Regions from separate parts of the Mus musculus genome. Here all the other regions are linked to region 7. A link is a contact called in public Hi-C and promoter capture Hi-C data. All regions are on one chromosome and are shown on one strand. Each heading gives the region's core, a stretch centred on a gene start, on an enhancer-like site or on the middle of the called end of the contact. The rest is flanking DNA. Distances are from core to core; before and after follow the strand shown.

What was found. Promoter capture Hi-C pulls out the DNA fragments that hold promoters and counts their contacts. Hi-C and Micro-C count contacts between places; a contact is called where the count stands out from the background. Capture Hi-C pulls out chosen DNA fragments and counts their contacts.
Region 1: a promoter capture Hi-C map of pre-B cells shows a contact between it and region 7, with 3 times the contacts expected there. The contact joins the promoter of Tmem11 here to the promoter of Mapk7 in region 7. A contact is called at or near these places in 7 of 39 promoter capture datasets (the 3T3-L1 cell line, 3T3-L1-derived adipocytes, the C10 cell line and 3 more), 3 of 484 Hi-C or Micro-C datasets (CD4 T cells, Th1 cells and embryonic stem cells), 10 of 115 datasets of contacts at active chromatin or transcription factors (bone marrow-derived dendritic cells, bone marrow-derived macrophages, cardiomyocytes and 7 more) and 2 of 9 other capture datasets (adipose tissue and liver).
Region 2: a promoter capture Hi-C map of pre-B cells shows a contact between it and region 7, with 3 times the contacts expected there. The contact joins the promoter of Dhrs7b here to the promoter of Mapk7 in region 7. A contact is called at or near these places in 5 of 39 promoter capture datasets (the C10 cell line, hippocampal neurons, liver and 2 more), 1 of 484 Hi-C or Micro-C datasets (pre-B cells), 4 of 115 datasets of contacts at active chromatin or transcription factors (astrocytes, craniofacial prominence, embryonic stem cells and 1 more) and 2 of 9 other capture datasets (adipose tissue and liver).
Region 3: a promoter capture Hi-C map of adipose tissue shows a contact between it and region 7. The contact joins the promoter of Shmt1 here to the promoter of Mapk7 in region 7. A contact is called at or near these places in 2 of 39 promoter capture datasets (embryonic stem cells and pre-B cells), 1 of 115 datasets of contacts at active chromatin or transcription factors (embryonic hindbrain) and 2 of 9 other capture datasets (adipose tissue and pancreatic islet).
Region 4: a Hi-C map of B cells shows a contact between it and region 7, with 13 read pairs. The contact joins the promoter of Llgl1 here to the promoter of Mapk7 in region 7. A contact is called at or near these places in 1 of 39 promoter capture datasets (pre-B cells), 2 of 484 Hi-C or Micro-C datasets (B cells and embryonic stem cells), 6 of 115 datasets of contacts at active chromatin or transcription factors (the 230-238 cell line, bone marrow-derived macrophages, embryonic hindbrain and 3 more) and 2 of 9 other capture datasets (adipose tissue and liver).
Region 5: a Hi-C map of CD8 T cells shows a contact between it and region 7, with 4 times the contacts expected there. The contact joins the promoter of Smcr8 here to the promoter of Mapk7 in region 7. A contact is called at or near these places in 4 of 39 promoter capture datasets (the C10 cell line, hippocampal neurons, neutrophils and 1 more), 2 of 484 Hi-C or Micro-C datasets (CD8 T cells and embryonic stem cells), 5 of 115 datasets of contacts at active chromatin or transcription factors (bone marrow-derived macrophages, embryonic forebrain, embryonic hindbrain and 2 more) and 2 of 9 other capture datasets (adipose tissue and liver).
Region 6: a promoter capture Hi-C map of liver shows a contact between it and region 7, with 2.4 times the contacts expected there. The contact joins the promoter of Zswim7 here to the promoter of Mapk7 in region 7. A contact is called at or near these places in 1 of 39 promoter capture datasets (liver), 1 of 484 Hi-C or Micro-C datasets (CD4 T cells) and 1 of 9 other capture datasets (adipose tissue).

The regions. Positions count from the first base shown.
Region 1 is chr11:60,877,669-60,880,714 of GRCm38.p6, forward strand. Tmem11 (transmembrane protein 11) reads right to left here and starts at 1,370. Exons shown (of 2, transcript NM_173453.3): 1 at 1,045-1,370. The coding sequence starts at 1,100.
Region 2 is chr11:60,828,895-60,832,001 of GRCm38.p6, forward strand. It overlaps Dhrs7b (dehydrogenase/reductase (SDR family) member 7B), which reads left to right and starts at 1,737. Exons shown (of 7, transcript NM_145428.2): 1 at 1,737-1,837. The coding sequence starts at 1,818.
Region 3 is chr11:60,809,525-60,813,015 of GRCm38.p6, forward strand. Shmt1 (serine hydroxymethyltransferase 1 (soluble)) reads right to left here and starts at 1,741. Exons shown (of 12, transcript NM_009171.2): 1 at 1,380-1,741.
Region 4 is chr11:60,698,163-60,701,554 of GRCm38.p6, forward strand. Llgl1 (LLGL1 scribble cell polarity complex component) reads left to right here and starts at 1,538. Exons shown (of 21, transcript NM_001159404.2): 1 at 1,538-1,779. The coding sequence starts at 1,699.
Region 5 is chr11:60,775,460-60,778,946 of GRCm38.p6, forward strand. Smcr8 (Smith-Magenis syndrome chromosome region, candidate 8 homolog (human)) reads left to right here and starts at 2,066. Exons shown (of 2, transcript NM_001085440.1): 1 at 2,066-3,487. The coding sequence starts at 2,569. Top3a (topoisomerase (DNA) III alpha) reads right to left here and starts at 1,906. Exons shown (of 19, transcript NM_009410.3): 1 at 1,463-1,906. The coding sequence starts at 1,642.
Region 6 is chr11:62,279,801-62,283,013 of GRCm38.p6, forward strand. It overlaps Zswim7 (zinc finger SWIM-type containing 7), which reads right to left and starts at 1,595. Exons shown (of 5, transcript NM_027198.1): 1 at 1,457-1,595. The coding sequence starts at 1,532. It overlaps Ttc19 (tetratricopeptide repeat domain 19), which reads left to right and starts at 1,673. Exons shown (of 10, transcript NM_028360.2): 1 at 1,673-1,893; 2 at 1,985-2,088. The coding sequence starts at 1,713.
Region 7 is chr11:61,492,490-61,495,691 of GRCm38.p6, forward strand. Mapk7 (mitogen-activated protein kinase 7) reads right to left here and starts at 1,777. Exons shown (of 7, transcript NM_011841.2): 1 at 1,591-1,777; 2 at 1,158-1,465; 3 at 415-580. The coding sequence starts at 1,389.

The DNA of each region.
Region 1 (3,046 bases), core at 120-2,619, 620 kb before region 7:
CAAACACTCCTCGCCACTGCTTTTCCATGTCACAGTAAACGCAGAACGGATTATTTAGCATAACCGAACTCAGGAGTAAAACTGGCTACCACTTCTGCCAAGCAGGAAGACTAGTGTGGGATGGAAAAGCTGTCGTATGCAATAGCAAGAAACATGGGATGCGTCAGTCAAAAAGGAACAACGCAGATTAGTTGAGACACAACTTTTATGGTTGACAGTACTCATTGGAAACGGAGGGGAAAAAGTCAAACTTTGCTTTTTTTTTTTTTCTTTTCCTTTTTCTGACATCCACAGTAAAATGCGGAGGACTTAGCAAGACCGACTGGGCAGGTTAATCCAGTAGCGCCACCGATATACACCCACCTCCCCAAACTTCTTATCGTTGAACAGCTTCTAGTAACCTATTAGCTAAAAATAATTCCCAGAAGGAAAAGGCTACAAGTTCAACCCGAAACACGTCAACTACTCTTGTCATCCGGAAATCACTGGAAGAAACAAAACCCCTAGCGCCCCCAAACGCATTCAGTAGGAAAGGTCACTACAAAGGACTTAGGGCAGAAGTGCTCGAAGAGAACCCTCAAAAAGTGGCGACGATTGCTCGCTCACAAGGCGGCCAGGCTCAGGCTCTTGGAGGCGCGCCCGGCACGCTGCCGCTCTCAGCAAACGCCCCTATAAAGCACACGGCGCCGCGAGCCTCTACCCTCCTCCTCTCCCCGGAGCCCATCCACGCCACACCGGGCGCCCAGGCCGAGCGGGCCACGTGCGCGAGCCAGCGGCCCGGAGCCCACAGGACGCTCGGTAGGACAGCGTGGCGGCCCTCGCAGCTACTCACCCTGGCTCACCGCCCACCCGGCTGCGGGTCGCCGCCCCTCCGAGTCGCGCTCCCCTCGCTCCTGGCCGTCGCGCCGCCCCGCTCCTCCCACACCTAAGCCCCCGCGGACTGGGCCCCGCGCGTGGCGGGCACACGATCCGGAGTCGCGCGTGGCACAGAGGCTTCGCCGGCTCTGCGGTCGACCTTCGCCCGCGGTCGCGAGCCCAGCTTACCTCTCTCGGGAGCCGCCGCCGCCCGGACCCAGACGCCTCCTTCCCCACGCGGCCATCTTGGAGACTCTCGGTTCGTCGGGGGCTGGAGCCGACGCGGCTCAGGGCGCGCGGGAGCCGAAGGGAAACGTAGTCCCGTGAGCCGCGCGGACGAGGTGGGAGGTTGCGAGAAGGACTACACTGCCCACAATACCTCACGCCGGAAGCCTGCTGTAAGCTGCCGCGCGCAAGAGGGCGAGGGGGTGGGATCCGCCTTAGGAAAGAGTCTTCAAGTCGCAAAGTGCGAGTCGCTGCGCCCACCGCCTGGACGTCCTTGGGCTCCCAGAACGAGTGGCTGAAGGAGAGCGGAAAGAAAGCGCCTACCACTCCCAGAGCGCTTCGCGCGACGATCCCGCCCTCACAGCCTGAGAGGCCCAACCCTTGGCCTCGGCCCTGTTGCCCTTCACCGTGGCTTCGGCCGCTGGGGGCCTGAGTCCCCCAGTTCTCACACTTTACAATGACTTGAGCAGCTTAACCTTTCTCCTTTCCCATCTGCAGACCAGAACTCGTGCACCTTCAGTCCGAAGGTTACCTCTGCCTCCGCGGCGTCAACTGCCCCCCTCTCCTGACCGGAACTTGCCCGGCTGACAAATCCAGAGATTTTGAAGGTCTGTAGATGTGCTTGCCCTAAAACGCCTTTTCCTCCCAGTCAGGTTTTATGCTTGTCTGGTTTCTATAAAGTTCCTGGTTTTCAAATTGAATATGCAACTCCGCCTCCGATTGCCAAACTCGTAACACATGCAAGTGTGGCAAAAGAATAGGGATGTGTAGAGAGACGTCAAGAATAAGGTATGAGGGGGCTGCGGAGATTGTTCAGTACTTAAGAGCACTAACGGCTCTTTCAGGGGACTGTGGATCAGTTTCTGGCACGTGGTAGCTAACAACAGTCAGCTATTGCAGTAACGTCTGACGCCCTCTTCTGGCCTTACGACCACAGCACACGTGTAGTGCACAAAACACCCAGACACAATCAATCAATCAATCAATGCCAGTTGATAGTGCCTGGGATCCCTTCCTTGCCTGGATTACTCAATAACAAACAGCATGCAAGAGAAAAACTTGGCCTGGAGAAGGCAGGTAATGGCTAAGGACTTCAGGTTATGCATTCTTCCAGATCACTAGCCCATTCCCTACCTGAGTGTCTTTGTAAATTTTTTTTTTTTAAGTAAATTGCCTCTATTGCTAACTATGCATCTCTGATACAATTCTTTGTCCTGAGACACAAGAACCTAGGAACTTATGTAGGTGGTCCCTGTGACTCAGCCAGGAGGTAAAAATCTATGTTTTCTCTCCCATTTCCCCCTTCCTTAACTACACTCTACTACCCAGGAACATCTGTGAGAAAGCTCTCAGCTCTTTAGGAACCTGATAAAAGTGCAGGGGTGACGGGCAGTGGTGGCGCACGCCTTTAATCCCAGCACTTGGGAGGCAGAGGCAGGTGGATTTCTGAGTTCGAGGCCAGCCTGGTCTACAGAGTGAGTTCCAGGACAGCCACGGCTACAGAGAAACCCTGTCTCAAACAAACAAACAAAACAAAACAAAACAAAAAAGGTGCAGGGGCGTGTTCTCTTTCCCATTACCCTATAGCCACTGCCTAGGGGATGTCTGAACCCTTTTCTCAGCCCTACTGCAGTATGAGCAAAAAACAATGTGTACTGACCAGGGACTGCCAAGCCCACATTTAAGCTGGGAAGCAGCTAGCCAGGAGGGTCTGCCTTTACTGGGAGTCCTCAAGGATCTAGTGTTCTGGTGCCAAGTCAGAGACATGGTGGATCCCACCGGGGATCTATGTCCCTGTCTTAGATTTATTTCTTGTTGCTGTGATAAAAATACACAAGCCACTTAAGGGAGAAGAGGATTTATTTGGCCTACACTTCAGGTCATAGTCTGCGGTGGTTTTAATAACGGTCCCCATAGGCGCATATATTTAAATGTTTGATTCCCAATTGTACTGTTTAGGAAGAAT
Region 2 (3,107 bases), core at 487-2,986, 660 kb before region 7:
CTCTAACATTGTGCTATATATTCTAGCCCAAAGCTAGTGCTTTTTGACAGAAACCTGGACTTCTAAGTACCTTAAGAGTCTGAATCCTATTTCCATTTTCCATTTAAGCTGGCTTCCTTGGACAATACTTTGGCAGGATAATCTTATGCCTTTTTGCTATTGGCAGATGGATGTGGAAGTCTGTAAATTCCACTTGTCCTTCACTGACACCTAGAGGAACTCTTTGTTACTATTTGGTACAAATGGAAGTCCAGACTTCTAATAAGTCTCCATTGACACTGGGAGGGGAAAGAGTGTTTAGTTATTGCTCTCTGCATGGCCTCTTTTCACACGTGGGAAGTGGTCTTGTCAGTGAGGGATGGAATTCCGACTCAACTCTCTACTTGGCTTCAGCTTACACAGAGAAGGGTGTGTGTCTGTGTGACTCCTTACACTTAAGTGGGGGTGGAAAGAGGAGGCTAGAGAGAATGGAGGAGAGTATGCCCAAAGTACATTATAAACTTGCATGAAATATCTTTATGCAAGCTCCTCTCATCTACAATAAACAGTCAATAATGAACATACAATAAATTTGCTGAGCAATAGTGGCTCATGCCCTTAATCCCATCACTCAGAAGGCAGAGGCAGGCAGATCTCTGAGGCCAGCCTGGTCTACAGGGTAAATTCCAGGACAACTGGGACTACACAGAGAGACCCTGTCTTGAAAAACTAAGATAATAATTTTTTCTGCAAACTTTGTATCTTTTGAAATAAAATTTATTTCCAGCTATATGTATTACAAATTGTATTGCTTATACACTCTCTTGTGTTGTTGACGTTGTTGTTATAATTATTATCTTGAGACAAGGTCTCTCTCTGTAGTCCTGGGTGTCCTGAAACTCGCGATGTAGACCAGGCTAGTCTTGAACTCACAGCACTTGGAAGGCAGAGGCTGGCAGATCTCTGTGAGTTCGAGGTCAGCCTGGTGTAAAGAACGAGTTCCAAGACAGCCAAGGCTACATAAAGAAAGCACTGGTCTCAAAAACCCAAAAAGAGGCGGGGTGAGGGGGAGAAAGAAAGAAAGAAAAAGAATAAAGAAAGTTCCTAGACTTAGCACTATTAATAGTATTAATATTACATGTAATAGTGACATATATGTATGTATATATATGTATATATGTACACATATGTATTTATGTATATATGTATGTATGTATATAATGTATGTATGTAATATATATATATACATATATATATATATATATATATATATATATATATATATATAATAGTAATACTAGAATAGTACGTTCCTAGTTGTGTTAAATGTGGCTCCTTGTTGGAAGGAAAAGTGACTACTTATGTGTAGGTCTGTTTCTAACCTCCTTAAAAAACAAAAACAAAAACCGAGCCCCCTCTCCCCATCTTTGTAACAACATCACATCGCCGTTTATAATAATCTTGGCAACTGTAGCATTTATTTTTGCTTTTTGAAGCAGTGTCATGCAGCCTAGCCCAAAGGGGACCTTGTATTCCTGAGCTGCCTCCCTTCATTTCTCAAGTACTCGGATAACAGCCATATGCCATCAAACTCAGCTTTGCAGAGCAAGTTCAGTTTTTTCTGAAAACCGATGGAACCCAAACCACTACTTAGAATTTTCCTCCGGAAGATTTACGGTATAGGACTTAAGCAGACTGACGTCATTTAGACCGCAAAGGCTAAACTCTACCTCTGTTGGGCGCATCTTCAGAGCGCATGTGCTTCCCGAGTATTGTGATTGGACGGAACCAAGCTGCATTTCGTCAATTCCGAGGCGGGAGCATGAAGTTGATTGACCATGATCTCTCCGTCCTTTAGGTAAAGGCTAGGGATGTTGCAACCTCTTGGTGAGTGGAAATGAGGACGGTGTCCTGTCTAAAGCGGAGGCGCGGGGTACATCTGCTTTAAGTGACTGAGTGAGGCTGAGCACGTTCTGGGGAGGCTGTGGATCCTGATAGCTTCCGGTTCCCCGCGGCGCCCCACAGTGAAGGAAGCAGGGTTCAGGCACTCCGCCCCGGCACGCTCATCGCGGAGATCACCTGGTCTCTGTGTGTGCGTTTCAGGGTCTGGAGCCTAGAGCGCGCAAGGTCGCGTGTGCATAGCTACTGTGGCATGACCCCAGTGGCACTCCTGCCCGGGGATGGTTAGGAGATCTGGGTTTTCGGAAAGGGCGAGCAAGATTCTGACTTTGGAACATCCATGAGAACAGCTTTCTTAGATTAGACACTTCCAACCCTAACTGTGCCGGTTAGCAGGTGCAACTGTGGGTGGATGCCTTAAACATTCAGCGACCGTTTCTTCAGTTAAAACTTTAGAAATATGGCAGTAGTGAAGAGTAAATAAGTTTTTGCTTGCAAGGGCTTAGCTAGTGGCTACATGTACTCAACACATGGTACTCATACATTACTCTCAGTTCATTAGCCTTTAGTATAGTGATTTGAGAGTTAATACATACGCCTTTCCACACAAACACTTGCACTAGCTCTCAGGTGGGTATTTACTTTTGTTATTTTTCCTTTTTATGCGATATTTTATTAAATGTCTTTACAGGACAACAGCCAGCCTCCAGACACAGCTGCTAAGACCCTGTAGGCACTGACTGGGACATGTTAGTTGGCTCTGGCTTCCCACCTTTTTGTTCTGAGATGGTGGTGGTGGGCAGGATCTCATGTTTGGGATCCAGGATGCTCACATGGTCAAGCAGAGGGTTGAAGGGCTGACCTTAACACTTGGGTGCCAGGGCAGCATGATCTTTAGTGCCCAGCACATCCTGTCTGAGCAATACACAGTGCAGGCAATGTCAATACAGTAACTAAAAGAGTCTCCACTGTGCATATCCACAGCCTTCATTGGCCCTCTGTCCTTAGAGCTTCCCATAACCCACAGCCTTGGAAGCCCTTGGCCCCACTGTAGCTGTCTTTAGATACACCAGAAGAGGGCATCAGATCACATTACGGATGGTTGTGAGCCACCATGTGGTTGCTGGGAATTGAACTCAGGACCTTCGGAAGAGCAGTCAGTGCTCTTAACTAATGAGACATCTCTCCAGCCCCGTACTTACTACTTTTAGTGGAATTGCCTGTAAAGA
Region 3 (3,491 bases), core at 491-2,990, 680 kb before region 7:
CTAGCTCAGAATTCTTCAAGGAGCTCAAGAAGCTTAGTGTATACTTGATTGATTGATTGATTGATTGATTGATTGATTTTAAAGACAAGGTTTCATGTAGCCCAGGCAGGCACAGAACTGGCATAGCAGAGAAGAGCCTGAAAGTTCTGGCCCACCCACTTCAGGAGTCCTCAGCTTATAGGCACGCCTCAGCACATTTAGTTTCATGGGATGCTGGACTGAACCCAGCTCCCTGCATTCCAGGCAAGCTTTCTACCAACCAAGCTGCTTTCCCAGGCCTAGCCTCAGTCAGGTATTTAATAGTTTTCAACAACAACAACAAGGTCTCCATATAGAACTATCCTGGAATCACTATGTAGACCATGCTGGCACTGAACTCTGCCTACTTCTACCTCTTTGTCTGCTGGGTGGGATTAAAGGCCATACACCACAATACCCAGGCCAGGGCATTAGTTTTATGTTTTTAGAGAGGGTTTTTCTATGTAGACCAGGCTGGCCTTGAATTCACAGAGATCTTCCTGCGTGTGCCACCACCACTCCTGGCTTACTTAGGGCTTACTTAGGAAGAAGATCTTCACACTATAGACTTTTGATTATTTTGTTTTCCAAGACAGGGTCTCTCTGCAGAGCCCTGGCTGCTGAACTGTCGTTTTTGAGCTAACTTTGGGGAAAACATACAGCATTTCCTTATTACTGTCTATAGGTCTGCCAAAGTCCATACCCACGTGTTAGGCTGTAATGGGGACAGGAACAGTGCGAGTCTCTCTGTGCCCTGCTTTATAAAGAGAGGAGGCTCTCAAAGGCCTTGGAGTGGCTTTAACTAAGGTCATATAACAGAGGCAGAATGTGAACTCCTGTTTACTTTTGGTGCTTCCCAGAATCCTGGGTAACACAATTACTCACCTCCATTCAATTTCCCCTCAAGGAAGAAATTTTAAATGTATTCTGTACGGAGCCTAAACTGGTGTTTCTGGTCCAGCAACTGCCTGGCTCAATTAAACACATTTGTGCTTGCTTCAGCTAACCAAAGGTCACCTAACTTCCAGACCTTGAAATAGAGGCACTGGGCTAAGAACGCTACAAGCCAACCTGTCCCCTAGATAGAGTAACGCACTGCAGATAATCAGGGTTGTACTAGTAAATCAAAAGCAGTGATTACAGACAAACCTCGGAAGCTTCGTTAACATGTATAAACCAAGGGGTTCCATCCCAGCACCACATGAACCGAGAGCGATAGCTCTTACTGGTGAGGTGGAGGCAGAACCATTAGAAGTTCAAGGTCATCCTTGGCTACACATCAAGTTCGAGGACAGCATGTGTGACACTCACACCTCAAACAAAACAAAAAGAAACAATCGCAAAGATTAGAAATTACATACCTTGTATTAGGAGCGTGGATTTTGTGAAAAGGTTCCAACCCTTGGTGCAGGGTGGCCTCCAGTTCACTTGGTTTCGGGAGCTGGCCGTAAACGTCTGTTCCTCCGGTCTTTATGAAAGGGACTAAACGCGTTGTGGTGGCGCACGCCTTTAATCCCAGCACTAGGGAGGCAGAGGCAAGTGGATCGCCGAATTCCTGGAGAGCGCGCGGAAAGTGACCACAGCAACACCTCCAGCCGGAACCCCGCAGCGGGCTGTCCTAACAGCCCAGCACGTGCTCCGGGAACCAGCCTCCCCACCACGTGACACACCACGTCCGGGGGAAACCCAAACTTGGCGCGCAGAGGCCGGAGCTCCACTAAACTCTCCCCAGCGCAGCCTGGTCCCGCCCCGCCCCTACAGCGGCCCAATCAGTGGGAGCATCCAGGTAGAGCCCGCCCCCAGCTGCCCACGCGCGATTCGCCCGCGCTCAGAGCAGGGCAAAGCCTGACGGAAAAAAAAAAAAAAAAAAAGAGCTCTGAACTGGAGGGGGTGGGAAGGAGGAGGGGACTGGGCGGTTCCTTACCTTGGGACCTGGGACTTTTGGGCAGTATTGCTGATTGTAGGAGTGTTTTGTGATCCAGAAGACCTGGATAGGATTGGGGATCGAGCCTGGTTCGGGTTCAGTTTCCAGTAACTAATGCACAAGTGTCCAGGGGATCTGCCTCCAGAGTTCTAGGATTAAAAGTATGTGCTACCATGCCTGACATAAATAGATCTTTTTTTTTTTTTTTTTTTTTGGTTTTTTGAGACAGGGTTTTTCTGTCTAGCCCTGGCTGTCCTGGAACTCGCTCTGTAGACCAGGCTGGCCTCGAACTCAGAAATCCACCTGCCTCTGCCTCCCAAGTGCTGGATTAAAGGCGTGCGCCACCACCGCGGGTCCTGGTGTCAGCCCACAGTAATCCCTATCTCAAATAAATAAGTAAACAAAAAAACAAACAAGACAAACAAAAACCCAGCTGGCATGACCAGAACTCTACAGGCTTTGGCAGAGGGATCTTGAGACAGAGGGCAACCTGACTAAATACCAAGATTCAGGCTAGCTGGCTGTCTCAAATATTAAAATGAGGCTGGCTGTGTGGCTCGGTGTTAGAGAGCCTGCTTAGCCTAAACAAGAGTTTGCGTTGTTTGTGTTACACACGCTAGTAAAAACGAATGAAGCAAATCATATTGCCATGGGGCTAGAGAGATGGATCAGTGGTTAAGAGCATTTGTTGCTTTTGCCGAGGTCCTGAGTTCAATTCCCAGTACCCACATGGGTGGCTCACAACCATTTATACCTTCAGTTCCAGGGGCTCTGATGCACACTTCTGACCTCTGTGGCCAATGCATGCATGTGGTACACACATACATGCAGACAAACACTTGCATATATAAATAAAATAAATTTTTAAATATATATTATTGCCATGTGTGCATAAAAATATAAAAATACATTGTTTAGTAACAAAATTAATTTAAAATGATAAGATTTAAAAAATCATTTTAGAGTCAGGAGGTAGTAGTGCAGCCTTTAGTCCCAGCCCTCAGAAGGCAGAGGCAGGCAAAAGGGTGTTAAATCCCCTAGAACTGGAGTTATAGTTGGCTGTGAACCACCACAAGGGTTCAGAGAACAGAACCTTGGCCCTCTGCAAGAGCAGCAGTGCTCTTACCCACTGAGCCATCTCTCCAGCCCCTAATTTAAAAAAAAATAGATTTAAATAATAAAAATAAAAACAAAACCCCACAGGGCTGGAGAGATGGCTCAGCAGTTAAGAGCACTGCTGCTCTTCCAGAGGACCTGGGTTCAATTCCCAACACTCACATGGCAGCTCACAACAATCCGTACTCCAGTTCCAGGGGATTTAGCACCTTCGTATACATACAGGTAAAGTGTAACTTTGACAATATGTTCTCATTCTCTGGCTGATTCTGACTTCACCTGTGTCTAACTTGTTCTCTCTCTGCAACCTGTCTCTCTCTAACTGTCCCAGCAAAACTGCCTCCTCCTCCTCCTTTTTCTTTTCTCTCTGTGCTGTTCTCTCTTAAGTACCTGTATTAGTCAGGGTTCTCTAGAGTCACAGAACTTATGGGTA
Region 4 (3,392 bases), core at 288-2,787, 790 kb before region 7:
CAGGCTGACCTCGAACTCAGAAATCTGCCTGCTTCTGCCTCCCAAGTGCTGGGATTAAAGGCGTATGCCACCACTGCCCGGTAAAAGTCATTCTTATTGGCTATCAAACAACAGAAGTTATTTGTTGCTGTTTTGTTGTCTGGTGTTTGGGGTTTTTTGTTTGTTTGTTTTGTTTTTGTGACTGCAGTGTAAAATTTCTGGGGATTGGTTACTTGGGTAACCTAATAAACTTTTACTGCAGAGATGAGGGTAGAGAAAGCTGGTGCTGAGGTAGAGCATGTCCTGAGCATTTGCAAGGTTGAAATCCAACATGGGGTAGCACAAGGACTGTAGCCTAGGCCTCTGAGTTGCTTCTGATCATGACTTGTGTGGGGCTGATCTTGGTCTGTGTTGGCTGCCACTGTTTCTTCCTCTGTGCATCTGGGGTGATATCACTTTAAAATTGTGTGGTATCTGTGCCTCTCTCAGTGAGCTCTTAAAATCATTAAGCGTGTTGAGATCAGGAGGGGCCCTTTGCTGTCTAGCCAACCACTTTAGCTACAGCTCGGGAAAGAGCTGTGAGTCCTGAGCCCCAACTCCCAGGGCGGGTTGAGCAACGCTGGTCGTGGGCAGTTTGGAGGTAGCTAGGTCCCTGTTGCTGCAGTGCAGCTGCCTGAGGGTTAAGGGTCAACGCCTCCTCTCTTGACAAAGATGGGAGGACAGGGGCTTGGCCCGCTTAAACTCCTGGGATCTCTCCCAACACTGAGTCCCTCAGCTAGCAGGAAAAGGTTCAGCCTAGAGGCCATTGTCCAGAAGAGAAAAGTCTCGGGAGGTGGGTGGGACAGGAAGAAAGCGGGGGCGGGGCGCAGCTTTGTTCTCGGAGTTCCCTGTAGGGATGGGGGAAACAAGGGGAGAAGCTGTATCCAGCCCGCTCCTGTTCAGCCCTACGTGCCTGCCACCTCCTGCAGCCCTCCGCCCCTTTTCTTTGCCTCGCGTCCCTCTCAAGGATCTTCTGAGCCGGTGCAAACCGAAGTTCTTTGTGTTGGGTCATGAATAATAACTCTCAAGGAATTGAGATTTTCTTTTTTTTTTTTGAGACATAGTTTTACAATGTAGCTTTTGACTGGCCTGGAACTCAGAGAGATCTGCCTGCCTCTGCTTGCCACCTGATTGCCAGAATTAAAGTTATGCACAACCATCGCGGGCTCCTAGAGAGGGGTTCTTCGATAATAGTTGAGACAAAAAGCGTGGTGTGGAATACACACCGGAGGAATAGGCAAAGTAGTGATCCGTGAAAACTGGCCACACAAACTAGATAACAACGGCAAAGATGGGGGAAGTGGGACCGGGAGGGGCTAGAGAATTGTCCCTGGAATTATTAGAATGTTGTTAGCTCAGTCGTGAGTGGAAAACAACCTTTAGCAAACCACAGCCCAGCTTCCCACGGTTGGGACCCACCTTCGGACTACAAGTCCCAGCAGGCCCCGCACCATTGCGCATGCGTGACTGCCCCCCCCCCCCGGCGAGCCCGGCGAGCCCGGGGGCCCCGTCCTCGCCCATTGTCTGGCGAGCAAGGGGCGGCACGGCACGGCGGGCACGCTCACGTCGTGGGTCGGGCGGGCGTCCGTGGCGTCCCGCGCCTCCGTGCAGGCCCCGCCCCGCGCCTCAGGACCGGCGGGGCCGGGCGCATCCCGCGGCGGTGGCGGAGGCGGGCGCAAGATGATGAAGTTTCGGTTCCGGCGGCAGGGCGCCGACCCGCAGCGCGAGAAGCTTAAGCAGGAGCTCTTCGCCTTCCACAAGGTGCGGCGGCGGGGGCGCCGGCGGCTCAGGCGGGCCACATCGGGCCGCCTCTGCCCTGCGAGCGCCGCGCTGCTCGGGTGTGCCTGGTTGGGGTGTCGGGCTGCGCCCCGCGCCGTGCCGTGCGCTTTCGGGCTCCTGGTCTCTGAACCCCTGATATCTCTCCCGGTGTCCCTTGGGCTCAGTGGGGTCCTCCGACCTATCTGCCTTTCGCTCTTGGCCTCTTTTCTTTCATTTTTGGTGTGTAGCCCGGCTCGGCTGAGGGACATTCAGGGCCAGGTTTTGTTTTCTTTAACTCTTAGGCGGGCGAGAGAGGGAAAAGTGGGGGGTGGGGGGGCTGGGAAATCCCTGCGCCTCCACTTTTCTCACCAGGCTCTGCCCTACCTTGGGGTCCCTAGTTCAAGGGATGTGCTGGTCTGTATGCTCAACTGCATTTCAAACCTTAGTGCCTCAGTTTCCCCCGCCATGAAATGAGGCCAGTTTCCCCCTTGTGGATTCTGGATGTCCTTGCGACCCGGCCAGTTCCTGACCTTACTAAAGTTGGAGAGACGAGATACAGAAGAGACCCGGGAAAGGCCTCAGCTCCCACCTAGTCTGCACTGACCAGTATAGAGCCCCACAAGCCTAACTCTTATCTGTACTGGTGGGGCTCTGATTAGATGTTACTTTTATCCCAGAGCCTGTGTGCATCTTGCTGTTGAGGATTCGATTTCTCATTTCCATTACACACGTTAAAAAACAAACAAACAAACAAAAAAAAAAAAACTGAGGTTCAGTAGGGAGAGGGCCGCTTATCTTTCCTTGCCTTGCTGTGTGATAGCAGTGGAGTAGGAGTTTTGAAGCAGCTGCTACTGTCCTGAGTAGAACTTAGGGACCCTGGACTTCTCTTAGGAGGCACTTTCAGGGGGAGACCCTGCCATGGCTCAGTTTTTTCTTGTTGCGATCTCAGCAATGATCAGGGGGTGCCAGGCTTTACAGACACCATAACTAAAGAGCTGCCAGGAGAGGCTTCTCAGATGGGAGCCTCTTTTTGGCTCACCGTGAGGGTGTGCCCCATGAAACAAGAAGAGAGTGGGTTTTAGCCAGTGAATGGGGTGTGTAGTGGGGACCTCCACAGTTGTGATGAGTCTCTGAAGCATGGCTTCCCCTGACTGATGATGCTACAGTGGGTAGGAGTTGAGGAGGGTGAGGCCCGATTTGAGTGGGAAGCAATGATAGGAGATAGGTCATCTTGGGGAACGAGTTTGATTGCCACAGGGGGTGTTAGGAGATCTCTAGAGAATAGTGAGCCCCAGATTCTTGAGTTTGGACTTGTAGTCCAGGGTGACCAGTGGGTATTGGGTTTAAATCCAGCTCAGACCACAAATTACAAATTGCCTGTAGGATGTGCATCTCCTACTAGTTTAATTTGGATCCCTACCTCCTTGGTACCAGGGCATGGCGGACAATTCTTCATTGAAGGGGTGGTTTATTCCCTGGGAAAGGATGCGGACAAAAAAGCCAAAACAGAAGGGCAGAATATATAGTAGTTCACAGGGTTGGCTAGAGCTGTGGATAAAATATGGTGTGATGAGGGTGTGGGAATATGGACTGGGATGCTGACGTAGGCGGGACCA
Region 5 (3,487 bases), core at 816-3,315, 720 kb before region 7:
TATAACCTGCCAGCTGGAGACAAGCTGTCTTCTAGGGTTGCCAGCCCTCTGAATAAAATACAGTTTTAAAGACTCAATTCCAATCTACTCAATGGTATGGACAAAGCAGCAACAATCTCTTTTATTCCAGCTTTGGCAGTCTCATTACTGTAGATGCCTTCTAAGTGTTGTGATGGTACAGGATTCAGAAGCCCTGGCTTGGTCTACATAGTGAGTTCCAGGACAAACAGGACTACACCACAGAGGAACCTGTCTCCAAAAACCAACCAACTAGCCATCGAGAGAAAGAGAGGGGGTGGGGGAGAGGGAGAAAAGAATCCCCGGCCAAGTGTGTGCGTGTATGGGGGGCAGGGGGCGCTCCTTAAAAAAAGACATTTAAGGGGCTGGAGAGATGACTCAATAGTTAAGAGCACTTGCTGCTCTTTCAGAGTACTTAGGTTCGATTCCCATATCTCACATAGTGGCTCACAACCAGATCTGATACCCTTTCTGGCCTCGGTGGGCATGTGTCTGATACACAGGCATACATGTAGGGAAAACACCCATAGACATTAAAAAATAAAAGAGAGAGAGATCTAAGCAGTAGTTAGGCTGAATGTCAGTCTGTAACCCCAGTACTTAGAAGACAGAGGCAAACAGATCTCCATTGTTCAAGGCCAGCCTGATCTACTTAGCAAGTTCCAGGACAGCCAGGGCTACATCGTGAGACCCCTGTCTCCAAAACAGAAAAGAAAAAATTATTACTCAAAGACATTTTTAAGAGGTGAAGTAGTTAGGGGCCAGCGCCCACCTAACCTTGGCTCCCCCTTCCGGGTATTTTAAAACTGGAGGCAGAGGTCTGGAGATCCAACTGTTTGCAAAGAAAAGGGAACAGCTCCTAGGAAGGGCCTCCAGCTGAATGATAACGCAACAGTCCTTGGGGTTTTACCCTTCTCACCTCCGTTTTGTCAGGAGACAATCCTATCTTTCGTGTATCTTAGAATCAGTCTATAGGAGTAGTAATTGACTTCTCTAGTTCCTAAACCTAAGTGTTACCCCTAGGGTGCCACCACCCTAGTCACAGGGTCTGCAGAAGGCAGGGACAGGATTCCATAAGTAAGGCTTGAACGCCAAGATAAAGGAGTTGGTTACCGCTTTCCAATACTACTGAACTTGTGATTGACCAAGGAAGAGTTTTAAAATACACGTGTTCTCACACTCCAGACCCAAAGAAGGGAGAGCAATGCTCCACTGGTATGTGAGCCGAGCAGACAGATCCGGCGAGCAAAGGTCTATCAAAAGCGTGAAAAGGTTTTACATTTACAAAAAGCCTGAAGGCTAGGGAGAAACCGAGAAGTGAGGGCGGCCGGGAGGGGCCTCTCGCAAAATAGGCGGAGTCGCTTTCGCCCGGGCTCCCGGTACCCAACGCGCTGTCGGACTTTGTGGGCGTTCCTCAGGGAAGCAGAACCCAAGTGCTTCTTACCCGCCTCATACGCCCGTTGGACAGCAAGTCGGCGATCCCCTTGGCAGCGTCGTTTTTCTCCGCCACGCAGAGAACTTTTCGCACTCCTCGGAAGGCCACTTCCATGGCAGCGCGGGACAGGGCACGGCCTCCAGGCCGTCGGTGCCACTGAAACGCTAAGAGGGTGACCGGGAAGATCATTCCCTAGGTCCTGCTCCAGCAGCAACTCCACGGGTGCCCGTGCATGCTGGAGAACCCAGAGGAAAAGCCACGAGGAACTGTGAGAGCCACCTTAATAAATGCAGTTTTTCCAGGCAACTGCCGCCTCGATCAGAAACCCACACGTCCGAGTCTCGCTTAAACTCGCGCTCACAGACAACTTCCGCCCACTGCGCCACTAAGCAGCCTTGAACTACAACTCCCAGAATGCCTCATGCCCTGTGCACGTTCCTCCAACACCGTTTCTCCTCCTCCCTTCCACCCCACTGTATTCTACTTTCCTTTTCTTTATGACAATGGGTAGTTAACGGGACTTGTCCTCTGGAAGATCTGATTGGCAGGGCCTCTTAAAAGGCGCCACTAACTTGGAAGTCTGTGTGGGCGTTTCCGGGTCACGCGACGCTGATGCTGGGGAGTCATGTGATACCAAGATGGCGGTGCCGCGGTAGCTTCCCTGGGACAGTACGGTCCTAGGAGCGGCGACAGTTTCTGCCCTTAGGTCGTGGGGAGACTCATTTGACTGATTCTGCGGTAGCCCGTGGCGAGGATTAATGACACGATCAGAGCTGGGACTGTTGATGTCGCCGGTAGGTTCCGGGGAGTGCTGGTGACCTAGCTTCAGGAACCTTGCGCCGGCCCGGGCAAACGCTGGAGAATGGCCAGCCTCCGTCATCTGGACCTGCAGCTTTGGAGTTCATGAGGCTTGCCCAGGGCATCACAGGTCCCAAACCTTGAGAGTCTGCGGCAATTCGAGTTCTTCGTTGTGTGACAGGGCAGTTTAGGATCCCCGGAAGTGCAAAGAAGGCCGCAAGAACTTCGTTTTCGCATCCAGAGGCCTGACTCTCCCTCCGACCAACCCTACATTATTTTCCATTTCCTCTCAATGTGCTTGCCATATTTCAGGAAATATGATCAGCGCCCCTGATGTGGTGGCCTTCACCAAGGAAGATGAATACGAGGAAGAACCTTACAATGAGCCCGCTTTGCCTGAGGAGTACTCAGTCCCTCTCTTTCCTTATGCCAGCCAGGGGGCAAACCCCTGGTCTAAACTGTCTGGGGCCAAGTTCTCCAGGGACTTCATCCTCATTTCCGAGTTCTCTGAGCAGGTGGGACCCCAGCCCTTGCTTACCATCCCCAATGACACCAAAGTTTTTGGCACTTTTGATCTTAATTACTTCTCTTTGCGGATTATGTCGGTGGATTACCAGGCTTCATTCGTAGGCCATCCTCCCGGTTCTGCCTACCCCAAGTTGAACTTTGTGGAAGACTCTAAAGTGGTACTGGGAGACTCTAAGGAAGGGGCCTTTGCATATGTGCACCACCTCACCTTGTACGACCTGGAGGCCAGGGGCTTTGTGAGGCCCTTTTGTATGGCTTATATCTCCGCAGACCAGCATAAAATCATGCAGCAGTTCCAAGAGCTCTCGGCCGAATTTTCCAAAGCATCTGAGTGCTTGAAGATGGGCAACAGGAAGGCATTCGCTGGGGAACTTGAAAAAAAGCTGAAAGACTTGGATTACACAAGGACAGTGCTACACACAGAAACCGAGATCCAGAAGAAAGCCAACGACAAGGGTTTTTATTCTTCTCAGGCGATTGAGAAAGCCAATGAACTGGCCAATGTGGAGAAGTCCATCATCGAACATCAAGATTTGCTGAGGCAGATCCGCTCATACCCTCGTCAGAAGACGAAGATCCCTGACTTGCAGCCTGGTGATACAGAGCATACCCAGGATCAGGCTGACCAGGTATCCACTACCTCTAATCCTGAGGAGTCCGCTAATGCAGACCTTTATACCTGCAGACCGGCTTACACCCCCAAACTCA
Region 6 (3,213 bases), core at 345-2,844, 790 kb after region 7:
TCTTCGCAGATTCCTTTATGAAAATGTAACTGATAAAATGTCTTTTTTACCTTAACATTTTGAGTGGAGACCTGTGATAGTGGCATAAAATTTCAAGTTCAAGTAAAAATACATATGTAGAAAACTAAACAAGCTTAGAAAGCCGAGATGGTTATAATTCAGGGGAACCAAGTTACCCAGGAAAGGAAATCATAGCTTCTATATGGTCAAAATCATATACATGCAACCTGGACTTATATTCTGCACGGTTACCAAGGAAGATTGGGGATTAGAAAGGAATACCCAGACCCAATACTGAAAACTGCTCTACTGAAAAATAAACAGGAATTGAGAGTCTGCTCCTGTGTAAGGGGGCCCCTTCAGTTACTGGCATATGGATTAACCAACAGCCCTGTTCTGTAAAACTCATCTCGTTCCAGCATCTCAGAACATCTGTGGTCAAATCCTGGAAGCAAGACCTCACAACAGACTAACACCCCACAACTTCTTTGAAGTCAAAGCATGTTTGAATACCTGGTTGGCTGAATCTTTTACGTAAAAGACCAAAATGAGACTATTCGTTTACTTTTCTAGTCCCATTGAAGCAGTAACTCAAACCAGTTCACAGAGCACAATCAATGAACAATAGGAGTTTTGTGCTCTAATTTGGCTATCATTTAGAGAGGCTATTTTTGGGGAGAGTGCTTTAATTAGTCTACACTTCAAAAGCACCCCCCACCCCACCTCCAGTTTTTTGAGATAAAGTCTCCAGCAGCCCAGTCTGGCCTAGCATTATGTAGCTGAGGTTGACCTTAAACTTTCCCTTTTTCTTTCTTTCTTTTTTTTTTTTTTTTTTTTTTTTTTGTCTCCACTTCCCAAGTGCGGAGACTACAGCCATGTGCCCAGTCTTGTGCGGTGGTGGGGAATCCACGGCAGCTCTCTACATGCCAGGCAAGCCTCTTTACCAGCCGAGCTGCATAGTAGATCCTCATTACTAGTTTTCCCCTTTTGGTAGATCCTCCTACTCTGGTGAGTAAGCAAAGATCATCCTTGGTCGGTCATTTTGTTGGAGACAGGCATAGGGCGACCTCTACAGGCCAGAGGGAAGAAGTAATTTTCAACTTCCCGATTTTTTTTTAAAGGTTTTGCCTCCCTGAATGTTTTTTAGTAAAATCTATTTACTAAACAAAGTAGTAAACAAGGGTATTATTTTTAAACTTTGCATCACGGATTGTGGATAAAGATTCTGAGTAACTCGAAATTGTCTACGCATCTGCCATTCCGCATCCCAGCCCTCGCCCACTCCTTGGATGTACCCAGTGGCTCTCTTTAAGTACCGGGGTTCCCGCACACCGGCTCGCACTCAGGGATCTGACGTCTAGTCACTCAAATCCCTCTATTTAGTTAAGCGATTTAAGGGGCCCAGGCTTCAGGGACATAACCATGCGGGGTAAGAATAAAAGCCCGCAGGCCGTACTTCTCGCGCTGTCTCGCACAGCGGCGGCCATCTCGCTCAGGAGCTCTTCCACCACCTCCGGGAGCGCGACCGCCATGGCACGCCGCCCGTCTTCTCTCCTCCCGGGCGCTGCGAACTTCACGCGCCCTGCAGGCCGGGGGCGGGGCGGGGCGGGACGAGACGGCGTGACGTCAGCATGCGTCATCGCGCATGCGGACTGGCGGGGCGTCCCGGGCCAGCCGTGGCTTAGTGGATCTCTGAGGGAGGACCCGTCGGCATGTTCCGGTTGCTTCGCTGGCGTCTGGGTCGAACCCTGCTGCGGGCCGCGGGCCGGCGGTGTGGGGGTTGTACGGCGCGCCTGCTGCCGGAGCGGACGGGCGACGCGGGGACGGGCGCGGAGCGGCTGCGGACCCGAGGCGCGCCGGCGCGGGGGCACGGGGTGCTGCCGCTGTTGGCAGGTGAGCGGTGCGCTCCGGGCGGGGCCGGCCCGGCGGGGGCGGGGACGCGGGCACGGGCCGGTCCCGGTGACCTCTGAGCCGCTTCTCGCAGCTCTCGCCTGGTTCTCGCGACCCGCGGCGACGGCCGAGCAGCCGGGAGAGGACGCGTCAGACGAGGCGGAGGCCGAGATCATCCAGCTGCTGAAGCAAGCCAAGGTGAGGGGCTCGACCGGGCGCGCGCGCTCTCTGCTCCGGTTTCCCGAGGCCTGGATGGATTGGCCCTGGGTGGAAGGTTGGGATCCATCCAGACTGGTCCAGAGCGAATCCTGCAGCAGAATCGCTGCAGTTGTGAGTGCAGGTGGAGACCCTCACATTTCCTTTATTTATTTATTTATTTTGTCCAAACGTATTGATTGAGGATGTTTTGCGAGGGTGGCTTTAATCAGCTAACCTCCAAGCCGAATGACATTTTGTTCATAGACTATGAATGACGCCCCGAAAATGCAATTTAGTATCGTTTATGCCTATTGGTTTGCGTCTAAATCTGTTTCTCCACATCCTTTTTTTCCCCCCTCCAGGTTTATTTCATCTCTTCCTACGGGTTCAATATCGACTTAATGCCAACAACGTCCAGATTTGTGTTCAGACTGCAGTGTGTCATTGACATGCTGTCTCTATTGCAAGGCCACAGCTATCTCTCAGATTTAGCATGCCCGGGACTAAGCACTTTTTCTTAAATTCCTTCCCCCCAAATATGGCTTTAACAGTGTTCTCTCTATCACCTAAAAAATTAAGCCTAAAAAATCATAGTGGTTCCTCAGGCGGACCCCTGTGTTTGAAACCAGCTTGCTCTACAAAGCAAGTCCAGGACAGCCAGGATTCTGTTACACAGAGAAACCCTGTCTCAAAAAAGAGGAGAAAAAAAAAAAAAAAAACAGAAAATAATCATAATTGTTCTTAAAGTGTGTTGTTGATAATTCCCAGTTACAGCAGTAAACACAGTTGCCATCAAATCCAGAACACTTCTCAAATCGCCTGCCCTCTTTTTCCATTCCCTCTTTTCCCCCAGTTTTCCTCACACAGGTCCTGTTCTCTTGCCCCAACCGCAGTCCTTTCTCCGTGTAGCAACCTGAGTGATGGTTTGAAAATGTAAATCAGATTGTAGTAGTGCTTTCTTGTTTGACAGCTGAGTGACTTCTCCCTGTACCTGTGAGAAAACACAAACCCCCTGTCAGAGGCTGCAGGGCTGGAAGTGATCTAAGCCAGCGTCTCATCCTCCTGTGGCAAGAGATGTGATTCAGGACCCTCTGTCCACCTCTCCGTCCTCGAATGTCTTCTGAA
Region 7 (3,202 bases), core at 527-3,026:
TGTATTGTGTCCGTTGTCTTACAATTTGGATCTGTCCTGTCTGTCTGTCCTCTCTCCCTCTCCTCTATTGCTGTTTTGGTTTTTTGTTTTGTCTTTTGGAACAGGGTCTAGACTAGCCTTGAACTTATGATATAACCAAAGGTGGCATGACCATAAAGAGGTAAATCCTCTTGATTCTTTTCCCCTTTTGTACAGGAGAGTCAACCTAAAACCTCAAAGATGCTCATCAGCCTACCAGTGATCGACATCCCCAGCCCTTGCCCTCTTGAGAGATAAGAACTGTCCCTACCAATGTCCTGGACTCACAGCCCGCATCACTCTGGGTTCAACCGCCCTGCCAGAACTTCAGTATTACTGAACCTGGGCTTCTAAGCTGATCCCGACTGTGTCTCCTCCTCCTGGCCCACTCCTTACACAGATCTGAATTCTCCATAGGGCACAGTAGGCTTCAGGATGTCCTTGATGGCGATGATATTGTCGTGTTTGAAGTGTTTGAGGATCTTCAGCTCCCTGAGGGTCCGTTTGGCATTGGTCACCACATCAAAAGCATTAGGTATCTTCTTGATGGCCACCTGCTGGCCTGGGGAGCAGGAAAAGGGCATATACCAGAGAGTACCTTCAAGTTAGCTGCAGGTCCCTTCCAGCACTGCTCTTCTGGAGCCCAGATAGCAGTAAGTACCTACTGTGTGCAGGGCCCTGTGTGTAACATATATCAAATTTTAATTTCGCAACTGCCTCGTGAAACGGCTGCTAATAGCTCACATAGAGAGGAGGCGCGGCTAGTTAGCAGTGGTTGTGACTGTACTAACTGATCCTCCCTCCCTCCCTCCTCACATAGTCAGTCCATCCCAGATCCTCCCCATTCTTCCACCACTCCATCGTGCCAATCTCTGGCTCTAGAACATATCTCTTTTGGACACCAAAGAGCATCTCTCTATTCTGGCTTACAGGGAATATCCTTTTCCTAAGGAGAAAGTAGGCTGACTGGGAGAAGCAGGGGTTCCTGAGAAGGGTACCTAACGGGGAGCTGGCACCTAGTCCGTAAGCGTGAGTGGAACCAGAATCCCCGGCGCAGCTGATCCTCCTGGGACCGTGCGGGTTCCTCACCGCCTCTGGAAAGCAGTCCACACATGCTGAGCCTCAGGAAGCCAGCTCACCCGTGAGGCGGCGGCGCGCCGAAGACACCACCCCGTAGGCCCCATTGCCTATGGTCTCGATGATCTCGTACTCGTCCCCCACGTCAAAGGTCACGTCGAAGGAGCGGGCTTTGAGCAGGGCCAGGTTCTTGGCCACCACAGAGGCAGCGGTGTGAACGGGTTCTGCCTTCACCCTCCCAGGGGGCTCCCCAGAGCCATCTTCGCCGTCCTCCTCCTTCAGCGGTTCGGCCATGGTCTGTACGAAGCGCTGATGAGAAGATCGTCCTGAGGGCCTCTCAGTTCCGCCTCTGTGGGTTTGGAGGCAGGACCTGTGCAGCAGGCGAGAGGGGACCGCTGGCACAGAGAACCCCACGGCCCAGGATCCAGGGGGGCGCGGCGCGGCCCCGGAAGAAAGGGAGGGGCGGGGCGCTGGGACTCCCGGGATCGCACTCACCGACCGGCCGGCACCCCGCCGCCACGCCTCCTCGGGAATTTGGGATTCCTGAGTCTTGCCAACCCAGTGATGAGTGTTCCCCCGGGCTCGCTCACTTAACAAGAACCGCGGCCACCACCAAAGCCTCGCGTGCGCCGAAGCAGACCACCCCACCGGCCGCCCCGGGACCACGCTCCTCCAGCTCCCAGCCAATCGTTGAGCGGCCTCCGTGGAGGTTCCCACCCCTTTATTTTACTCTGTCCAATCAAAACTTACCGGACGGGAAAACCGCGCCCTTGTCAATCACGCGCGCGCGCGCGCGCGCCCAGCTGTCCCACTCCGGGCGGGAGCCGCCCAAGGGGTGATGCGTGCTCCTCAGGGGTGCGCGCGCAGCCCCGCACCATGCTCTCACGCATGCGTACTAGCAGCCTCCGGAGCTTGGGTGGTGGGGGGGAAGCGAGCAAGGCCCCACCAAGTTCTCTTGTACTTCTGAGCCTACTCGCTCCACAGGCCCGAAGGGCGGAGATAAGGGAGGGAGGAGGGGTGTTACCTAGGCAACAAGCTCCGCACCCCCCCACCCCCACCCCGTCCTTTTGGCTCCTCTTCCTTCCTTGTTAGCTTTATTTCCTAGGGAATTTGCTGCGCACTCTTTCGGCGCCGGAAGTTCTGGACGCCTTACCCCGGAGTAGTGACCAGAGACCCCAGTCTTTAGAGCGTCGCTGACTTGTTTTCCCCCACCCCCCCAACCACTCCAACACCCCCACCCCCACCCCCAGCCAGTGAGGACCTGGCGGGGATGCGCATGCGCTCTGAACCGGGCCAGACCCAACAACTTTTTCCCTTTCCTCTTCCATTTTTCCTCCATCCGGCTGGGACGTCCGGTTGAGGCAAAAGTGAGCATTGTTAACTCGAGAGCTAGAAAAGTTCTCGGTAGGCAGCTTAAGTCTCCAATCTCCAAAGAGATTCGGGATTCCCAGTGAGACAAGAAAAGTGTGGAGAGGGAAACTGGGATGAAATCCAGTAAAGTCTGAGTGTCCCCTTGACATTTATTACTGAGTTCTCAATCAAAAGCCAAAGGTTGAGTCTAAAGCAGAAATGGATCTTAGATATCATACACGGTTGTTTGTGTTGCCCAGCATTTGGTACTACATGCAGAAAGTTTCACACATCAATTCATTTTCACAAACTTAATACCTGCGCCTTTGATTTAGATTAAAATTTCTAAAAAAACTGGATGTACCGGCTCATGCTTTTAGTCCCAGCACTGAACAGGCAGAGGCTGGCCTCAAATTGACAGAGAGCTGCCTGCCTCTGCCTCCTGAGCGCTAAGATTAAAGGTGTTCACTGCCTGGCTAAATGACTATTTTGACAGAATGTTCAGAGAGTCTCAATTCAGTGTTACCGGGGCATGGGAAAGAAGGTGGAAAGTATTTAAATGGATGTCTTTAGAGGTTAGTGAAGATTTTATCTTAAATTCAGCGTGTTCAGCTAAGACCCCTCAGGTAGACTTTGGCTGAAATGTTCCTCTGTTCCCAGCAGTCTTGGGTATTTTTTGCTGAGCAGATAGTTCCTGTGCATGGCACAGGGATCTGCAGAAAAAAAATGCCTGCAAGGGGGAAGAGTTGAAAGAGGA